2 separate regions of the Bombyx mori genome follow, and region 1 is linked to region 2. A link is a contact called in public Hi-C data. All regions are on one chromosome and are shown on one strand. Each heading gives the region's core, a stretch centred on a gene start, on an enhancer-like site or on the middle of the called end of the contact. The rest is flanking DNA. Distances are from core to core; before and after follow the strand shown. Region 1 overlaps LOC101747187 (mediator of RNA polymerase II transcription subunit 13). Region 2 holds the start of LOC101738671 (large ribosomal subunit protein mL50).

Region 1 (3,318 bases), core at 87-2,586, 45 kb before region 2:
TTTTTATTGCTTAGACGGGTGGACGAGCTCACAGCCCACCTTAAGTGGTTACTGGAGCCCATAGACATCCACAACGTAAATGCGCCACCCACCTTGAGATATAAGTTCTAAGGTCTCAAGTATAGTTACAACGGCTGCCCCACCCTACAAACCGAAACGCATTACTGCTTCACAGCAGAAATTAGGCGGGGTGGTGGTACCCACCCGCGCGGACTCACGAGAGGTCCTACCACCAGTAATATCATACAAATGCGCTAACTTTCACGCTATCGAGAACGTTATGAAGTTCGCACTAAGCACACCGACCTCCGGCGAGGACGACGCGACCGGCCCCGGCCAGGTGCAACGACTACCGTGAAACATTTCTGTATGCCTGACCTTCGTCAAGAGAAAAACTTCAAATACGTTCCAATGTTCACTGTCCGCGTTGTACTTCGAGACTACATTCGTAATCGAGGATAATTAAGATAAGACGCGAGAATCCTAAAAATCGACCTTCGACGTAAAACGATACGATTTTATTATTCATTATATTCTAAATCACTATCAGTGCCGTGTTTATTATAATCAAAACAAAAGTACCTTTTAATATTTATATTTTCGACCGCGACTTCAATGTAATCGTGCTAATAACATGTCAAGACAATAATTATCATAAAATTACGATATCAATGGAACACAATTTAATTTTACGAACAAATTGCATTCTTTTCGCAGCCTTTTGTAAGTCTGCAAAATTTACTTGCGATTTGAATGTGTGGTAGTAAATATATTTAAGAGTTTTTTACCTTTCGATCAAGTTATGCAAGGCCTTGAACAGCAGGGAACGACATTCGTACGACAGGCCGCTCTCCCAGGAGCCGTGTTCGCTTTCTGTGAACAAAAAAAAACAAAAAAAACATTAATAATCCGGCATTGTGACCATTTAGAATTTGTTCTAGTTTTTTAGAAATTTATACATATATGCACTATTATTATTATTATTTTCAACAACAAGTCAGAATGTTACGCATTGTTTACTATGTTAAAATATATTTTCGTGAAGACACCAATGTTAATGTTCAAGGTCGAGACGACAATGAAGATTCCTACTTTGTAGCGGTACGTTGAAGCGATAAGATCTTCGTTTGGATGCAAGCGTTGTAAGTTACGCTACAGAAATAGCTGTTGTTGCATTCGCAATCGGAAGATAAACCCGGCCTATCACTGGCGTTAGATGCGAAAACAAAACACGAGCGCGCGACGTTGCCGCCCCGCACTCCCTGCGACTATACCCGTCTCCGTCTGGAGAGGGGGCGGGGCGGGGGCGACCTGCCTGACGTCACACGTTCGCGACCGAAGCGCACGTGCTTGTGTTTGTAGCGCGCGCCGCACACAACACACATGCGAAGCGTGGTTAGCGTCCGCTAACAATTTAATTGACATTGAAATTTCTACGCGGAAATCGTTTAATGATGACTTTGTTTACACTTTTCTATGACGATGCGATAATTTACGGACACCTTGAAAAGAGCCCAGTTAGATAAAAGTACTTAGCTGTACTTGCCTCTTATGCCGCAACAAAGACAACAAATAAGTTTATCGCATAAAGACACAGAGGAACATTATCTGCAATGACATTTGTTGAGTCGCCTCGATACCGCTGGAGCGTTTCCAAGCGAACAGCCTTGACATTCGTATTCCAGGTGTACGCAGTGCGCGTACCTTCTCATATCAAATAAAATGAACTAGATTTTCCAGTATCTGGCGCGCGCCCGTCACAGATTCCTGGGAAGTTAAAACGTTATGCCGCGAATCAGTTAACGAGTCAATGTTAATGAAAATACATGAAAAATTGTTTTGCAAAGAAAATTTTAAAAAGAACACCGTTGTTTACATTGTAATTTGTAACAAATTGAAAAGTTAAGTAGTTAGTCAAGGGCGTCAGGCTGTCGTCAGCTGTGGTCTGCTGTAAAACTACAAACTACTTACTGGTCTGCTTCGAATTGTTTGAACAACTACATACAATCGCAAAGGGCTGTGTGACGGCTCTCCTTGCACGGGAGCAGGAGTGACAAAAGGTAATAAAGGTTTAGAAATATATTTACTCTACAGTCATAGGGGCTTGATTAATATTTATAGGCTGATACAGCTTTTTACTGGTGGTAGGACCTCTTGTGAGTCCGCACGGGTAGGTACCACCACTCCGCCTATTTCTGCGTTTCGGTTTGAAGTATACTGAGACTTATATCTCAAGGTAGGTGGCGGATTTACGTTGTAGATGTCTATTGGCTCCAATAACACCTAATACCAGGTGGGCTGTGAGCCCGTCCAGTCATTAAAGCAATAAAAAAAAACAGCTTTCGAGGACTCAACGGGCCTAGTTTACCGTCAAACAGAGAATAGTATTAATTAACAAAACAAATACATAGGCTAGATTTGAAAGAAGCAAACAACCAAATATATTTCGAGTGGATCGTCCAAAAATAGGTTAATCTCGTACAATTAAGATACGCGGCCGGTCCGGCGTCGTCCGCTCCGCCTTCCAAGGCCGCCGACACCACAAACGGTTACGTTTACCGTATGCCGGGTACCGGTGAGCGCGAATGCCGACCGAGTCACGATCCCGACCGCGCCATGCTACCAGCGCCGCTATATACTAAAACCACACAATCCCAAGTTTTTTTACAAAACGACGATCAATCATTTGTCTGATGCAAACCAAACTATTGGTTTATCGTACGTGCATTACCCAGTTTTGATGTTTCGAAACCGGTAACGATTTCTTAATCTAGAGCCGACTGCATGTTTAGTTTCGTAACTTTACCCTCGGTAATCGTTCAAGATATGGTTGATTCTTCAAAAGTTTTTTTTTTGCTTAGCGATAAGAGTGCATCATTTGTAAAGTGCAATTAAGCGGCGTTGTTTAAGGTTCAAGGTCGCAGGTTTCGGTCCGCGTGCGGCGGTCGGCGGTTGGCACCGGGTCGGAATCGATAGCGGGCAGACGACGCGCGCCGCTGCGCCCTCACCGCCTCCTCCGCCGACGCGAGCCAGGTAATCACCACGCGATTACCACTGCCGCGCTATTGTTTGTTGCAAACAAACTAGTGTTGCGCTTAATGCCGCTGATAACGACCCGATAACGTTCGAATAGACAGACGCGGGGTTATTACGTTATATACTTTACACGATAACGCAATCGCATTGTTGCCTTATGATGTTCTATGTCAAGATTTCTAAAGAGCATTTTCCACTAAGCTCGCGATGTTTCGGTTTTACGAAAACAAAAAATAAGACAAACAATTAATACGGTATTCTAATGTTGGAAGTTTAATTTAG
Region 2 (3,299 bases), core at 6-2,505:
AACCTATTTGAAAATTATATCTGACAAAAACAACAGACTAAAAGAGTGTAATGAACCCGTCAACCTAGCAACCTCTGATGCGTCATCGCAGTCATCGCGCTACGTAAACGAGTACAATTCCACACGACAAAAGCTTGTGTCCGCAAACGACGCATAAATAATTAGACAATAAGCAGGCAGGGCAAGAAATCGGTAATTTGTATCGTGTCGAGATAGGCGGAGCGCAGAGGGAGACGGGTGCAGGCAGGCGCGCGCCGCCGCGGCGCGAAGATATGGCAACGCGTCAGGTGGAAGTGGCGCCCGTGCTGTTCTCGCTTCTCGCCGAGGACGACCGAGCGCCCCCGGCTCCCCGCACCTTCAACCCGCACCCGCTAATCCTCACCCGAACACAATCTGATAAAATTCGCGCCAGCTATGAACATTACGCAAAGTCGTTCAACACTATAAGGCACCGATAATGAATGACCCCGACGATTTCTATACCATGCTGTCATACATAAACATTCGAAGCTGTCTTGCTATCGAAAGATAAAGCGAACAATTTCAAACGTATGAAAGTTATTTCCTCGACTTGGCGAAACTAGTCTTGCGAACGCATTACGGTCCGCGTTACGGCCAGGTGAATTTAAAATGACCTCTATGGGCCGGTGGCTTCTCATGGCCTCGCTAGCCGAATGCGTTGACATTTTGTGGGTTAGCAACTCAACGTGAATCTGTGGTGTCGCGAGAACGATGCCAGGATGACTAACAAACAGGCGTCATTAGTTGTTTCTGTGTAAATGGTCTCATACTAAAATTATAGCGCAATAAGATCGATTAGGAAGTCCGATTGCAGAGAGGCGAATTTCGTATATCAACGGCCGATGACGATAATCAGATCGTCCACTTAACTGTCGTGGTCTCTTTAGTTAGGAATTCTCAAAAAAATGTGGACACGTAGTCAAACAATAGTGGACTTCACAGGTGTCACACACTTCGTAACGATTTCGAAAGAAAAGTACATACGAGTTCTTTCATCAATGTAAAAGTGACTTACCAAGGCGAAGAAGTTTGTGTGGCAATCCTCGAGACTTGCACCGTTTGTTTGGTGATTTTGATGCGTCATGGTAGTCCGGGGCACTTCATTTTCATTTCACAACACTAAAAACAGGTATAATCTTAAAGAAACCACTCAAAATCTTAAAATCATCACCGACATTTAGCGTAGTTTTCACCTCTCAATGGCGACTGGAAAATGGCGGAGAGGAAACAACAACCCAAGCCGACAGTGCTGCACCCAGCGGCAGAAATCGAAAGCTCATTTCGTCCAGAAACAATTACAATTCGTTCAACAATAATTATTAAATACAATTCATAATAGCTATAAATTAATTAAGGAGTCTTGTTCAAACGTTATAATTACTTTAGCAGCTTTTTAGACAAGGGCTTTGGATCAAAAACACCTTTTGACAGTCCAATAAATACGGAATTCAAGTTATAAAATTTATAGCTGGGACAACTCTGCGTTTAATGGAGTTACGCCACCAACCATCCTGTGGATTTGACAACTTCAAAAAAGTAAATATAGGTTATGGTTATGCTGTTCGCGAAAGATAACATTGTTTAAGAATTATAAATATAACAAAACTGACTAGTAGATACCAAAAAAAATTAAGAAATGCTCAGAAATGTATTATCACCCTTACGTCGTGGAAGTTTCCAGGTATGTTTCATCAGTATCTCCGCGTTCAAAACGCTCTTAAACAATTTAATGAAAACAAATATATTGTTTCACAGGTCACATCTATCAGACAAGCTCAAAAAAAATATCCCAAAGTAGATAAAAAGGTTCAAGCAGCGGCAGAATCCTTAGCGGCAAGAGGGTAACTAAAAAAAACCAATTCATGTCAATGTGTCAATAACAAGTCTTTTTGTTCTTCTCCAGAGGGTAGATGAGTTCATGGTTTCCCTGGCTTAAATTATTGAATAGAATCCATAGACATTACAGTGTGAATGCTACATCGAGATATTATGATAGTGTTGTTTGATTGTCACAAGTCAAAAGATTCACATGCTACTTAATATACATAAATCTTAATGATATACTTAAAATCTAAATGCTGCTACTCACCTTGAGACATTTAGATCTATGACACTAGATTCCGTGCCAACTATCATTATTAAAAAAATCTAAATAATTAAAAAAAAGAAAATGCATAGAAATATTTTGTTGCGAGCATGTTTTTTTGTAAATAATTCATGGCTTTTCTTGATTGAAAATTTCATTTAATTACATTTAAATTTAATCAAAGTACATTTTAAGGTATTGTTGCTGTTTAGAGATTCATATTACAGTATAAGATTTAAGTATTTTTTATTTATTTAAGCTTCCTACGTCCCACCAAGTCATGGGATCCACCTACAAACATCAATGAAACAATTCTGAAAATATGTGCAACATGTGGATTAAATGGAAATTCAGAATTTGAAGCATTGGACACAAAATTTACAGTTCTCAAAGCTTGTTATGAAGAAACAGGCCATAGTGTGCCTAATTCACTTTTGCATACAATTGAAACAGTTGGTTGGTAAACAATTCTTAATATTGAGATTGAAGTAGATAGGTACTCAAGTAGCCAATACCATTATACACATAAGAATAAGAGGACTATTAGTGATTGATATTCAAAATTAATTCAGATGAATTATTAATATGAATGATGAATGATTAATATTTAGAATATTACAATTGACATGTCCTTCTTCAAACGAGGCTTGTGGAGAGTATTAAGCGGTAGGCAGCGGCTTGGCTCTGCCCGTGGCATTGCTGAAGTCCATGGGCAACGGTAACCACTCACCATCAGGTGGGCCGTATGCTCGTCTGCATACAAGGGCAATAAAAAAAAAAAACCTTTTTTATTTAGTGTGTGATAGTGTTGTGTAGTGATTGATCTCTTCTAAGCAATCCTATATAATGAGAATTTGAGAATGCTCTGTGTTGTTTAATCATTATCAATGTTTGTAAATTTTCAGATGACCTAACAGAATTTTACAAAACACCTGTGTACACAACTACACCGTTTGATGCTCTGAAGTTAATGGATCTACCCAAAAATCTACATGTTCAAAAAGATTATGTTAGATTTCATCCAGGTCAGTTTTGTTTCTGAGTTTGTTCTGAGTTATAAATGTTGAAACTTTTATAAAATGATGAATGAAAAGATATTTTATAAAATGGCAATCTGTAAGAAAGGTACAACATGATCAACATCACTGGTATGGTATATGATAGAGGAGTATGGAAGGAGAATACATATTGC

What was found. A called contact is a pair of places that touch in the nucleus more often than the background predicts.
Region 1: a Hi-C map of midgut shows a contact between it and region 2, with 2.7 times the contacts expected there. The contact joins the enhancer-like site here to the promoter of LOC101738671 in region 2. A contact is called at or near these places in 7 of 7 Hi-C or Micro-C datasets (middle silk gland, midgut, posterior silk gland and 2 more).

What each region holds. Positions count from the first base shown.
Region 1 is chr10:2,002,314-2,005,631 of ASM3026992v2, reverse strand. LOC101747187 (mediator of RNA polymerase II transcription subunit 13) reads right to left here. Exons shown (of 25, transcript XM_038013509.2): 4 at 789-873. Among protein-coding and RNA genes, the nearest start is that of LOC101738809, 30 kb to the left of the region's middle. Within about 2 kb of position 1,336, at least 8 of the 8 cell types and tissues checked have open chromatin away from gene starts, as enhancers often do.
Region 2 is chr10:1,957,670-1,960,968 of ASM3026992v2, reverse strand. LOC101738671 (large ribosomal subunit protein mL50) reads left to right here and starts at 1,255. Exons shown (of 5, transcript XM_004930290.5): 1 at 1,255-1,702; 2 at 1,777-1,862; 3 at 2,367-2,563; 4 at 3,013-3,132. The coding sequence starts at 1,658. It overlaps LOC101747187 (mediator of RNA polymerase II transcription subunit 13), which reads right to left and starts at 1,338. Exons shown (of 25, transcript XM_038013509.2): 1 at 1,215-1,338; 2 at 1,037-1,140. The coding sequence starts at 1,105.